Linked DNA regions of Dromaius novaehollandiae: region 2 is linked to region 1. A link is a contact called in public Hi-C data. All regions are on one chromosome and are shown on one strand. The core of a region is the stretch at or near the end of the contact, and the rest is flanking DNA. Distances in the headings are between cores, read along the strand shown.

What was found. A called contact is a pair of places that touch in the nucleus more often than the background predicts.
Region 2: a Hi-C map of brain shows a contact between it and region 1, with 2.9 times the contacts expected there. The contact joins the enhancer-like site here to the promoter of ITGA9 in region 1. A contact is called at or near these places in 2 of 4 Hi-C or Micro-C datasets (brain and ovary).

Annotation. Positions count from the first base shown.
Region 1 is chr2:52,920,523-52,927,555 of bDroNov1.hap1, forward strand. ITGA9 (integrin subunit alpha 9) reads left to right here and starts at 2,088. Exons shown (of 28, transcript XM_026100784.2): 1 at 2,088-2,442. The coding sequence starts at 2,285.
Region 2 is chr2:53,151,633-53,159,191 of bDroNov1.hap1, forward strand. ITGA9 (integrin subunit alpha 9) reads left to right here. Exons shown (of 28, transcript XM_026100784.2): 28 at 1-1,840. Among named protein-coding and RNA genes, the nearest start is that of NEUROD6, 70 kb to the right of the region's middle. Within about 2 kb of position 2,744, at least 2 of the 2 cell types and tissues checked have open chromatin away from gene starts, as enhancers often do.

The DNA of each region.
Region 1 (7,033 bases), core at 838-3,337:
TTGTAAAACTCCTGTGAAAATCTGTTCATTAAATGTTTTAAATATTGCTGCTAATATGATGTAAATGGCTTGTTGTTTTCATTTGGTGCTCTAATGAGTAAATCAATTCTTTCAATTGTATTGTACACTAAAGGTTGAAATTATTGATAAGTGATTTTTCTGTTTTATTTGATATTAACTACTCTGTCAATTACAGTTAATACTGGAAAACATTCACTGCTTACATCTGTTTAACTCCAGACACATTTATGTGTATATGCCTACACACACGGAGGCAGAACTGCGTGTAGATATGAACTTAATGTGTAAAATTGTCAGAAGTGTAACAAATGGACAAGGCTAGTTCTAGTGTGGGCTAGGCTAGTGTTGCCCAGCTCAGCCTGGTTTTGAAGCAAATCTCTCGTGTGATGCTGGCAGTGTTGCGGGAGTTATAGTAAGCTAGAGACAAGGTTTGTGGAAGGAGGACATACCTTTCATTAGTCCAACTCATCTTTTAAGGATGACATGCTGCCCAGTCATTGCATCAGCATTCACAACAGCTTTACCTCCAATAACTGATGACTCAGAGAAACCCAGCCTTTTCACAAGCCACTTAAACAAGAGCTTTAAATAACTATACAACCAAGCTTTATGTAGCAAATAGAAAATACGTTATTGATTGGAAACTTCCATTCCTCCACTGATTTTTTTTTCACCACAAATCTATAATTATTACTTCTCTATTAAACTTGTCCCTGGAATAGACTAATGTCTACTTTCCAGCATCACGGTCAACGTGAAAAATGGCAGTTTCCAAACCGCAACAAGCATATATATGCATATCTATATATAAAATCGAATGTGATTATAAAATTGACCAACCAAGTATGGTACAGGACACCAGTAATCACCATCCTAAACACACTGAGACGGCTGTCAGGCAGCCAGATCCCTAGGCACTGGGGCACTTGCTCTGAGGACGATGCTCAAGTGCAGTGCTTACCAACTGGAGATGGCTATTACCCGACAAGGATGCTTCCCTGGAGAAACCCATTACACTTCTGAAAAAGCCATGTCGATGCTGTGAAACAGTTTAGCACAAAAGTTCCCTCCTCGCTGAGCATGGTTCCTGCTGGTCGTTCTCGGCACAGAACCTTTACAGAAAATTAAAACTTCATTAAACTTCTGCTGAGACCTTCCCATGCTGAAAGAGGATCCTACCTTCAACACAGTTTTCCTACACCAACTTTCGAATAGTTCATGGTCAATTCCCTGCAAACCACCAGGTGCCAAAGGGACCCCGAATGGGCCTTAGCAACAAGCACTGGTCTTGTCCATGCATCTCCCATTGCTTGCCAGGAGAAGCAATTCCTACGCTATCGAAATTCCTGGATCCTATACTTTGGCGTTTCCCAAAATTTAACATATTTCTCCCAGTGCACCTTCTCCTGGATGAGAGGAGCGCATGAAATTCAATAGCCAAAACGGGTGCTAACAGCAAGCAATGCAACTCCCAGTTATGTCTGAGGGAATGTTTCTCCTCTGACCTCCCAGTCTTGATCCTCAAGGGGGATCTAAAAAACACTTTAACAAGGATCCTGAACTAGAACGTGTAACTTTACTGAATAATAAAAACCCGGGCTGTGTGAGTATTGCAGCACGTAACTTCTCCCCTCCCCACCACTATTACATGTGTGACCTGTCTCTCACCCATGGGAGAGGCACACTGTCTCCCTTTGCCCTCGCTCAGCTTCTGTTGCACAGAGATCTGATTACTGCTGCTCTCAGATAGTCTGGCTATTAAAACAGGGGAGCAGCTATTTCCAGCTCGTATCCAGCCACGCTGCTTGCTGCTGCTTCCCCAGGCCTGAGGGGCTTGTGTCAGAAAATGTGGGTCTCTTTTCTTTTTTTTTTTTTGAGAGTAGAAAAAAAAATCCTGTTTCTATCACTCTCATAAACGCCCGCACGGCTGCTTGCCCCCGGGACGTGCCCGGCACCGGCGCTGAGCGCCCCCGGGGCCGCAGCCCCCGCAGCGACCCGCGCGGCATCGCCCCAGGCCACCGCCGCCGCCGCAGCCGAGGCGGCGCCGCCCGCGGCCGCCAGGGGACGCCGCAGCGCCGGCGGCGCCGGGCGGAGCGCGCAGTGGCCGCGCGGCGCGGCGCGGGGCGCAGCCGAGGCGGGACGGGCCGAGCCGCGCCGCGCCACGGGGCGGGCACAAAAGCGCGGGGCCGCGCCGCCTGCGAGGGAGAGCAGCGCCGGCTCGGCGGGCCGTGGCTCCGCTTCCCCCCCGCGTCGGGCTCGCAGGATGCCGCGCAGCTGGGCGCGGGTGCTGGGGGCGCTGCTGGCGGTGGCCCTGGCGCGCTGCTACAACGTGGACGTGGCCCGGCCCGTGGTGTACCAGGGCCCCAACGGCTCCTTCTTCGGGTACTCGGTGCTGCAGCACTTCCACGACAGCACGCGGTGGTGAGTGGCGCGGTCCCCCCTTCCCGCGGGGGCAGCGCGGAGCGGGCGGTGGGGCACAAGGAGGGGAGCTGCCCCCGGTGTGCTGCGCGGCGCGCAGCCCCTAACGCGAGTCCGCACCCGAAGCGGCGCCGCTGCCCGTGGGCAGGGGCTGAGGGTGCCCGCGGGGCGGCGGCTCCCACGCGTGTCCGCGCAGGTGCGCGCGGGCTTCCCTCGAGCTTAGCGCGGAGCCGTCCGCGGCGGGCAGCGAGCCGGCGGGAGGCAGCGCGGCCCCGGCCCCGGCGGTGCCGGGGTGCGCTGCGTTTCGGCTGGGTCCTTTGTGCAGCGCGCGCCGTTGCGGGACAAACTCAGCCGCTCATCAGCCTGACAGAAAGTGCGTGTGATACGAAACGTGATGGGTCATGTCGTGCGGAATGAGAAGATGTTTAGTTGCAGTAACCTCCGGCGGGAGCAGTATGTTTAGCACTGACAGCGCTGCTCTGCGCACAGAGGAGGTCTCTGCGCTGGGCTGCAGTGGAGAAATTATACCTTTGGTGGCTGGAGAGCCGCTTCCAAGCCAGGCGGCACTGGTCCCCTGTGCGTGCCTGCGGGGAGAGAGGGACTTCTGCGGTCCCTCTGCGGGAGTTTTTTGTTTTTTGTTTTTTTTTTAAATTATTATTATTGAGTAGTGAACGATGATATAGTTTTTGTACATCTCAAAAAATTATGCAAACTGGCAAGCTGCTTGTTTTTCCTGTTGACTGAAAAGAGCCTTGGAACATGCTCTGTCTCTCTCTTGTCTGGGTCAGAGGCTCTTTGTTAGAATTAAAAACTGATTTCTCTTAATTGGACCTAGCTGATGTCATCTGGTGCACTTTTAATGTGAGTAGGAGCCACTACTGCCAATAAACGTCCACAAAGCTTGTCTTTATCTTTTACACTTAGATATGGCCCGATTACTCAGCTGTTGATGTTGGAACTGTAGTGCTCTGTGATATAAATAAATGTATTCATACTGGCGTCCAGTTCTTTAAAATGAATTTCTTTCACACCCTTCAATTCACAAGTAGTTGTATGCTTCGCCTTTCTGCATAGTGGCGTTCATGAAGCATTCATTATTGAGGGCTTATCATAAGAGGGCATCATAGAGGGGAAAAAAGGCGCTCTCAAAAAAAAAAAAGCTCTCAGTTGAAAGCAATGCTTAACTTATTGCAGAAACCAACAAAGGATAAAAAGGTTGGAAGTCACTTGTATTCGACCCAAATTACTGGGGGTTCACAATGGTGTGGATGAAGCGCCAGTCTAGTGGGATATGATGAGATGCAAACGATATAATTTGTTGCTCTTCTTTGTGTGGCTGGTTATATTCTGATTGATAACATGGGGTTGTCTATAGACAGTGCCTGCCAGTGTAATTTTTGGACAGACTTTGTTTGGGAAGCTCCGCAAGGGATAAATGTTGGGTGCCCGTCTGAAGGCAGACATCTGAAAGTCTGATACTCAGATGTATTTCCCTCCAGCTTTATGAAAATGGAGGATCTTCACAACAATTGAGCTGTGACACTTGGCAATAAAAAGTATCCAAAATCGCAAACTTTTTTTAAAGCAAAGTTAGCTGTTCGGATAGGGTTAGCAGCCCCTGAATATGGCCAGCATCGGCACTGGGTTAGGTTGCCAAAAGTCTCGAGGGTGCGATTGTCACCACAGACTGCAGAACTTCTCTTTCCATCGTGGAAGGAGGAGAACTTGTTTTCACAGAGGCCTCAAAGTCCTGTGCCTGACAGAGGTGACAACAAGGACATTCTCCTTGACTTTGGTTTACTGTGTGTAACTGTGCCCTTAATATAGGCATATCTTCTAAAGGTTGAGGGACAGCAATGAATTTCTTCACTCTTAGAAGTGTATGAAGTCTTTAAGTTTTCTGAAGATGTCATATGGATGGGCATATTCTGAGTGCAGTGCGGTCGTGTGGGTTTTGGTTCTTTTTTTTTTTTTTTTTTTTTTTTTTTTTTTTTTTAACTACAAGGGTTCAGTCCTTTGGTGGTCTGAACGTGCCTTTAGCTGTGTCCACTTCCTTTGACTGGGAGATAAAGGCTTGCAGTATTATATGCCACTATTTTAAAAAAACATCTTTGTGCTGTACAGAATATTATTTCTTCCTACAGATATCACTTTGGGGCTTAAAAGTCTCTTTACTTTCCAGCTTAAAGTGATTACAGGTTACTCAAATACAAAATACAAGTCCAGTTTTTTTAATGCATGAGCATAGAGGGGAAATGGTTAGTAGGAGTGATGACAGTTTTCGGATTTGTCAGTTCTCTTGTGTGAAGCTGTTGTGTGCAAAGCTATGCAGCTATTCCCCTGACTGGCTGGCAGAGTTACCAGATGATGTTTTTTAATCTTTCAAAATAGGAAATTCTAGTGGAGGTGTGAAATCTATTATATATGCAATAAAAATGTTTTTACCTTTTCATGTCATTGTAGCAAATAGCACCTATTAATAGCACAAGATTATTGTTTGTTTTCTGCATCATTTTTGTTCTTTGCTTCGTAGTTTCTCTTTACCCAGAGAGGAGTGAAGATTTCAGTTTCTTATGTCTGTTTGGCCTACGCACTACTCTGGGAAGATACCTAAGTTAACTTTGTACCACTGTGCTTTGGGTATATGTGGCTTGCTTGGTGAGCTGTGCTATGTGAACCTGTGTAAGTGTGATAGGTAATATCAAAGGCTGAAAGGGCTATTGTCTCTCTAAAATTATTTAATCTGTTAATATGCTCTCAATCATTGGAGATTGTTGTTGTGATAGTTCTGTATTTCTTACTTTTCATAGCCCAAGGGCCCAGTATTCCTTCACCTACCTGATGCATTTCCGATCATGAGAGCATCTTAGTTGAAATGTGTCCTCAGCCTTCTCAGTAGGCTTTTCATGTGCTAATATATACATGTCATTGCTTTACATTAAAATGATACCTGGAATGGGCAGCTCTTGAACTTCAATGTTTCAGTCATTCTTTTTCTGACACCCCAAAAGCACCTGTTTGTATTATCTGCAATAAGCCTGCAGGTTTTCAGTAAACCAATTCAGGGTTTGATGGCTCTGGAAGATTTATATGAGCCAAATACTCTTGCAGGAGGAAAGAAGGGCAGAGATTTCATTGGAAATGTTATCTCAGGCAAATATGAATAGTCAGGCTGCTACACAGCCCTAGACAGAAGTTATAGTGGGACAGGGTATTCAGCCTCTACGACAGTAGTGGAATAGGTTAGTGCCTTCAACCTGAAATAGTTAATTGCAATGATGCTTCCTTTTTAGGAGCTGTTTTTACATGATTTTAGTCTCATCTGCAGATGTGCTGAGCGTATTGTTTTTCTAACAATGTCTCTTGTTTTCCTTCCTTAAGCAGATTTGGTGAGTGAAAATCTTGAAAGATTTGCCTGTCTCCCTGAAATTGCAATTTTCAGTACAGTAAGCAACCAGGTGGTTGCTTGCATTTGGACCACAGACAAGCAGAAGTGCTTCTGTTCTCTGGATATAATTCAGATGCTTGGGGCAAAGATCCCCAAATCAACCAAGAATGTTGCTTTCCCTGCTTTCCTTTAGAGACTGTTTAATAAGAAAGAAACAAAAGTCGATTTTGCCTTAATAAAAATGTTAATGTGACATCTCTCTAATTTTTTTTTCCTCCCCAATATGGTGTTATTTTATATCTCCCCTTCCTCCTCTTGCCCCCCCCCCCCCCCCAGCCCTGCCCCCAACCCACAATCAATGGTCATAACTTTATCCTTTCTGGCAGCTTGGTCTGACACAAAAGGGTGATGGAGTCAGTTTAGTTCCGTGGCATCCTGCTGCAATTGCTACAATAGGGAATGAGTCTGGTTTTGGGTTGTTGCTTCACTCCTTGTGTCCTGCTCTTTGCCCTGCTGCACTGCCTCTGAAGAGTTTAGCATCTTGCGCTGGTGGCTGCGTGTCGTGTTAGCATACGGTGCCTTTGTGTGGAGCCAGAAAGGGAGAGACAGGAGAGGACCAACCTGGCATTAGGTTAATGATGCCGGGTTAGGTTAATGACGCTGTGCGTGTTAGTGATGCGGGAGGTGCTGCCAGGGCAGTTTGGGAAGGCAGGGAGCCTGAGTTTAGTGTTGCTGCTCAAAAGTTGTCCCTCCACTTCCCAAATAATAGCTCTGCACTCTGCACATAATGGACAAACCACAGGGATTTTCATTTCAAGGACTTAGCGAGTGGCGTAGGCCTTCCTGATGGGAGGAACCGTGATGGGGATATGCTGGTGCACCCTCTTCCTGATGCTGCTTTTGAAGTCTGCTGTGGCATGTGAGGCTATTTAAAGACTTTTCCACCACCATCACAACCCCCCCCCCCCCCGCCCCGGCTACTTAACATTGCAGGGAGGTGAGGTACCTGCGTTCCCCAGTCCTTGAGCTATGACTGCCTAGCTGCTGCTGGCACGCTGTAGGCTGATGCGAGTGTGCTTGGCACCTCTCCATGCCATCAGTCAGCTCGACATGTCTTTGTTCCCTGATCTTCCTGCTCAATATAGCACTTAATTTTCACATCTACTGGTCCTGAGGGTCAGTCACGAGCGAAATGATAGTTCCTGC
Region 2 (7,559 bases), core at 1,494-3,993, 230 kb after region 1:
AGGACAAATGAAACTATTTCTGAATTTGAACTGAATTTGGAAAGTTTCAATAAAAAAAGGAGAAAATACCATTGAAATTGTTAAAATGTCTCATTTCCACTTTTTTAAACAAAAATTTTGTTTCAGAAATGCCAAAAATGTTTCATTTCAATATTTTTGAAAACAATTGTAACTTTTCATTTGAAACATCTTTTAAAAATATATAAAGAAAAGATTTTTAAAAGCTGAACTAGCCATTCAACATTTCATACTGGGTTGAGCACATATTATTTGTTTGACTCAAGACAAAAGAAGTTTTTGTCATTTCATTAAAGTAAAAAAAAAATACCATTTGAGTGAACCCAAGCTGGATTTTTGTGTTCTCTGAGTTGATATATCTATTATTCATCCAGCACAAGTCCTCACTCAGTGAAAATCAAGTCATCAGATAGAGTAGTGACAGATTTCTGAAATAGTCCATAAGTTCTTAGTGTCATGACTGTCAGGTACTTAGTAGTTCTGTTGCCACAGATACTTTTGTTTTTATATGTATTCTTACTCTTCATAATTTTCTTCTTTTTTTTTGGCAGATTCCATTGTGACCTCTTGCTTAGTTCCAGTTAGGATAGTCAGACCACATACCAATACACAGTATTATAAACCTGTAAGTTCTCCTTTCCCCTCCTTAAAAAAAGAAAGAAAAAAACAAGCCAAACAAAAAAACTCACTAAGACCAGTTGCTTGCCATCAGTTTCTACTCCCAGAATTCTTACGAAAATGTAATATACTTCAAGAACGTGTAGCAAATAGCTGTGCTATGGATCTGCTGGTTTTAAATAAAAAATCATAATAAATCTAATTGTATCAGAACTTTGGAAATTGCGTCAAAAGTACTTTGGAAAATGCTTATGGGCCCTGGAAGTTCCTGTCTGCCAGCTGCCTTTTAATTCCTTTGTGCTGTACGGGTTGTGCAGCAGAGCTGGTGGAAGTCCTTGTTCTCTGGTGTTTGGCCACTATCAGAAACATCAGCGATGATTTTCTGAATAAAGCTAGTTTTTAATTTATACAATTATAATGAGGAAGTCAGCAAACTGTGTAAGGTGCAGGTTCAGTGGAGCAGCCTCTGAAGCCACCTCAGAAATCACTTGTGTGATTTGAGAGAGCAAGTCTGCTTGATGTGAACCCCAAGCCTATGAACCGCTTCAACATGCCCTTAACCTCAAGGTGGGAAAGGTCTTTTGCGATGCTGACCAGCTAAGATAACCCTCTCTACCTTGATACATGAATAGGCGGGACTCCCTGTACAAGCCAGTGATGTGTAGGTAATTTGGATTGCTGAAAGCAACAGTTGCACAAAGATTGTGTTTGAAAATATTTAGTATTGACTTTCTTGAATGTTTTCTGTTTATGGGCACATTTTGGAGTCTTGCACGAGTTTCAAGCATAGTATCCAAGTGACATGAGTATATATAACATTGCTTTCACTAAGGGATTAAGGGAATCATAGAACTAATTCCTACCTTCATCGAGATTCATGCTCTTGCTAAGGTTTCTTCGATATAAGTGAAAGTAGGATTTAGTTCATTTAGTGTACATTGATTAAACTGGCATGAAGACTGCAATTGCTTTTGGAGCATGGTTTGCATATGCAGTAGGATACCCACATCATTGTCACTCCTTTTTCTTAGAATGTCACTCCTTATGTATTGTAAAATTATATGTTTCTTTTTGTGAACTTGTGGTTGGAAGAATGTGTTCACGCTTATTGACGTCACCTGTATTCTAATTCACTTGCACTGTTTTGGAAATGTCAAGTTTACAAAGATACAAGTGTTTTGAATAAAAAGTGGCTGCGAAATTATCCTAATATCGTTTTGTCACTTACTGTCCTTGTCCAGCTCAAATATTTTTCAGTTTTGGGGGTGAGACATTTTTTCATTTGTGTTTGAATTAAATGGTATGTGCATGTGTTTATCTCTCTGTGGGTAATGGATGTCTTTTATCATAATTCTGCAACCTGTATAAAACTAAGATATTTGGAGACTAAGAATATAACTAACTTGAGTACAATATTGTAAATCCATGGAAATAAAATAATTGCAGTGGAAATTATTTCTATTTCACAATATTACACTATCACACCAAATAAAACCCCATATGGTGGTGATATTGCCATAAGGTAAGACTGTCAACCTGCATAACTTGTTTGAGTTCTCTTTCAGTCTGGTATGAATTTGGATGAAAGTGAAATTTTTCAGCTCCATATATCTTTTTTCTACATGGGTTTATATTTCATGGATAGCTAAATAATATATCTGCAAGATTTTCTTCAGCTCCGTACATCCCCACACTTTGTCAAAGTGAGCAGAAACTAGTTTGGAGCAGTAAAAAAGCTGATTTATTTCTATTGTTGTCACCTTTCTCTTTGTATTTCTACTGCCAGTTAGAGGCTCCATCGAAGTTTTCTCGTAATTCTGAGGATGGGTGAAATCTCTGTAGTAAAATATGAACTGACCTGAACCTTCATTTTAAAACATAACCTGAAATTTCAGACTCTCCCTTTCCTTTTATTCTGCTCAGTTCCCTGCTTTTTGTGGAGACCCTCTATGCAGGTGAATAAATGTTCTCCAGTTATATGGACTCTTCCATTTTGTTTGCGTTAAGCTGGCAGCTAAATACCTAGGAACAAAGCAGACAGAGTTAAGATGTAAGCTGTGACTCGAAGCACATTTTTATTGGTGAAAGACCACGGCTTCATGTCCCTCAAGGCCAAAGGCATTACGAGTGCTCCAAGCAGGTCTGGATCGTGGCATGTAGCTAGTACCCTTCAAAGTGAAAACAAATGTTCTCAGTCAGGAAGGCTTTCTTCAGGGGAAAGAAAACATTGCCGGGGACCGGGGGTAGGAGGAGGATCCCGCAGAAAGGAATGCGGTGCAGGGTTTGCTTTGGAAGATTGGTGGAAGCTTTAGGGAGGCAGCAGCTAAAATAATAACCAGAAGCGTTTGGATGTACTAATACCTTTCTGTTACCATGCAAGCCAGTTTGTTTGTAAAGCCAAGCAAGGGGTTTCGCTTCTTGGGGAGGAGAATTATGATGTATTACTGCCCTCTGTGGGTTTCTCTCGCGCGCTCGCTTTTGCTTTTAAATGAGCGAAGAACGGCAATCTGAAGTGCTTTATTTTGTGTGCTGCTTTTGATCGTAGTGACTTTTAAGAACCACGTAGGAGTTTTATGACAAAATGGCTTTTCTTTAGAAAACAGTAATGTTTCAAACCTTGAATTTTTTGCAGATTTATTCCTGCCAGTTTCACCAAGAAGACAAAAACTAGACAAAAACTAAAGGAAAAGAATGTTCTCTCACCTGGGGAGAAAAGCTCATTCGTTAGCACGCTGCTCAGCCTGGCTCAGGTCAGGGACTGGAGGTGGGTCTGATGTTTCACCTTAGTGTGCTGGCCACTGGCCTGCTTCTGGGCAGTAGACTCAGTGGGCTAAGATCTTCTCTATTTAAATACTTATATATTCGTTGAGGAGAAAAGTGGCTTTTACTCACACCTTTTGGGTCTAGCAGAGTGTATAATGACTGGAGTAGTCCTGGGTAGGGTGTTTTGCTTTTGATTAAAATTTTGAGTGCTCATATCACACCAGACTGAGTGCCAGAATGGCAAAGGAGAGTGTTGTGGAGTCATTAGAGATGCAAAGTAAATCCTACCATGTTCCTCAGGCCCCAGCTGGCTCACTACCAGAATTAAAATATAACAAAAGCACCTACTCTGTGATGACTCAGATGTGCAAATGGATTTCAAGTCATATGGCTGCTCACTTCTGCATGTCCAAGGTTTTAGTATTTTAAATGGGTGCAAATGGAGATTTTTATCTGCGAGCAGTTTTGACAGGAGCAAAGCTTGATAGTGGGGAAATGAATCATCCTAACAAAAGAGCAGTGGAAATTATTTTTTCATGTCTTAGCCATGCTATAATTTCCCGTGACAGTCTGAAAGGACTGATTCATGAATTTCCAGTTCATTTCTTCTTCGCTTTTAATGTAGTTTGTGTCATTTGAATGCCTGAACTTCTGTATGTGCAATGTTTTGCTAGGTTAACCAGCAGTTCAACAGCTGTAAAGAATCAGAAATTAATGAAGTAGTAACCCTGAGCAGAGAGTTCCCTGCTGAAGACATGTATTCAGATATAATATATTGATTTTCATGAAATTATTCTAGATTTATACCATCGCAAATGGGAAGAGACTCAAACAGGCTCCCTTGAAGCTGAAGGACACACATCATGAGACAAGCTTTGCACTAATCTGCATAAGTGGTAATGTACAGTAATTTCTGTCATTTAAATAGTATTCCTCTGGGTTTGCTATCTGAGAGCTGCATAATTCAATCCTAATGATGCTGCTCTGTGCTGTATTTGGAAAGAGAAAAGGAATAGTAAAATAGTGATCACTTTATTCAGCAAAGAGAGCACTTCAGGGAGAAAATATAACTTGTCCTACACCAGATTCTCCATGGAGATGGGGCATTTGAAAACTGAACACAATCTGCCCCTTATCTTTAAGTTGAATAATCAGGCTGACGGCTGAAATTCCTACTATATGTTTAAACAGATTTTACTGTGTTGATTTTAGGAGAATGGCATAGAATAGGAAGCTGGCAATAAAGTGTTTATTTGGTCAGAACACTTGCTCAATGTTAAACTTACGGAGTTTATATGTAGGCTTTGATGCGAGATGACAGAATTAGGGTAAAATACTTTTTCCCCATTTTAATTTTCAGGGTATGGGAGAAGCGAGACTGCATCTTAACAGTGTCAGAAAGTAAAGTCATTGCTTGTGTGCATAAAGGCAGAGGGTTGCCTGTTTCCTAGGTCAAGACTATGTCCATGGCATGACCTTCATCAAAGGGGAGACCCATGTGTCACCTTCAGCAGGTGGCATGTGTCACCCTGCAGTTACCTTGTCTCATGCTCTACTGCTTGCTCAACAGTGCTTGTCCCATTCTCCCTCTCTCTGTCCTATAGAAACTACTGACTTTTTCACCTTACCTCTTCTGAGCTTCACAAGTGTAAATTACCCTTTTCTCTCAACTTCTCTGAATGGCAAGGCTAACTTAACTTTAAACAATTTTTCCTAACTTGCACTTACCTTGAAATACATTGTTTCTGTTTCAGACCTGAAGAAAGATTTGTCCTTCTGAAAACTTGTCAGTTTTCCCAAGTATATCAGTAGATCTAATAGAAGGTATGACTGTTGCCTGCAAACCTGTAGTTCCAGTACTGATATGTCGGAATGTCCTAGTTTGCACTGCCTAGCATAGGTGCCCAGTGTAAGCCTAATCCAGAAATGCTCAGTACTTCTGTGCAGTACGACAGCTGATGAAATGCTGGAACGGTACGGAGCTCAAGGCCTGCAGGAGGTTATACAGGGTACTAACCTATCATCCAGGTTAAACTACACCCTGTCACTAATTCACCTGTTCACACTAATGAATGTGAAGTCTGAGGTAATGAATTGAAAGGTGGAGTATCCATTCTGTGGATAAAAAAAAGCTGTGCTCTTTGGGAGGAAGTTTGTGTTTATATATATATAAATGTATGTATATATATGTATACACAGATGTATATGACCGAACCTTGTGGAAGTGGACAAACCTTAAAAAAAAGACCAATCCTGCCAAAGCCCTTCAGAATAATGTAAACATTTTGTTTGGAAATTCTGAAAGGCAGTTAGGAGCATGGGCTTGGAAGGTCCTCAAGTCTGGTCTTCTATTTTCATTGGCAACTACTTCATATATTTCCTTTCACAAAGTAACTGAACAAGCTCCAGTTGAACCAGTTAAATTTCTTTCCCTTATTATTCTTGCTGAAAGACTAGTCTAGCACTTCACTTTCATGGTTTTATTAATGGTCATTTTCATCCCAATTTGTTCTCATGCCAACATAGTCTTTTAACTTAAATAGTTCCTTTCTTTCCTTCCTGTTGGAAGTTCACCTTTCTTGAATATGGGTGACCAGAACAAGACACCATTTTCTAGATGAGGTGTCAGATGCCTTGTCCAATGCTTTGTACTGTACCCCTGGCTATACGGAGGTTGCCAGCTCCCTGTGAGATGTTGTGAACTACAAGGGACATTGAACTCTGAAAGTTGTAAGCACAAACAACCTTTCTCAAGAGCTTTTAACTTACCTTTCTGTGGAGTCTGGACATGTGGTTTACATGTCCCCACGGAGGATAAGGTTGTACTGAGACAGTGAGATTGGCTGTGCCTCGAGCTGTCAGTCTTCGGAATCTGACACCTTCTGCTCTTAGGTGAGCTCGAAGGGAATCAACACTATTCCCCATGGGAGACTTTGGCTGTGTTTTGGCAGAAGTTAACTGAAACCGATACATATGCATAAAGCAGATTGATTTCAAAGAACTGATATTTTCATCCGAAGATTTCCAGCTAGTGCTGACTGTGCGCTACATGACCAGAAAACCTATTGTTCTTATTTATTCTTGGAGTCTTTCCTTGTCATCAAACAAACGTGTTGTAAAAACAGAAATAAAAAAACTCGAGCTTCTAAGATAAAATGCACTTAAAGCACCATTAATTACTGCCCAATTACTTACAGCAAAGTTGTATGGTCAGAAAGGTCTGCTCTGAGATCGTCGAGTTGTCAATTATAGCTGATAATGAAGGGGCTGGGTGCATGTTTTATTTCACAAGATAAGTATCTTCCCAGATGTTGAGTGTCTGGTAGTTCATAACCACACAGGTATTTATTAACTGTACAGTCTTGATGTGCCAAAAATCACCTTTGGTAGGTGCTCATTTAAGATGGCTTCTGCATAAAGAGATTTGGGTTGGCACATGAGCAGATCATCCGTTGAACGATCTGCTTCTCTTTCTTTCCTTCTCTGAGGGCTGGGCTATTTTACCTCAGTATGCACCAGAAATGTTACTTCAGTTGGTTTATTTTGTTAATTTTCTGAGTAGAAAAGCTGTCATGTACTTCTGAGCACTGGCATACTGTACAGAAAATGTAGTCTTACAACAGGGTGATAAGATTTTAGCATTTTTTTTTAATTAATGTCTTGTTTTGGCAACAGGTAACAAAAGCTGACACATACTATGAAGGAGACTGTTAACTATCAAATATTTCTCTTTGGAATAATCTCCTTCAATAAAATGAAAAATAAAATGGCTAAAGCATAAATGGGTCCAAAAGCCCACGTAATCTCTAAGGGAAGAATGGGTGAGCTAAGTGCCATGAAAGAATCTGGGGTTTCATTTTTTCTCTCTTAATTTCTTTAGCTAGTTGGCTCTTGTTGTGGTTATTCCTTCGGTGCCCAGCATTGGGTTTACGCTGTGACTCTTGGAAATTTCTTGTGTGCTGTTGACTAACTCAGTTCATCGACTGTTCAGTTAAGACCTATATGAGTCTACTATAAATGCAGCTTTGTATTTATGTATTTATTACATTTATGACTGTAAATTTTTATGGATATTTCCATAACACCCAGTGTGGAGAGTTCTAGAAGGATTAAAATGCTTTTATAATGATACAGCATCCTACTGTTCTTGTGAAGAAATC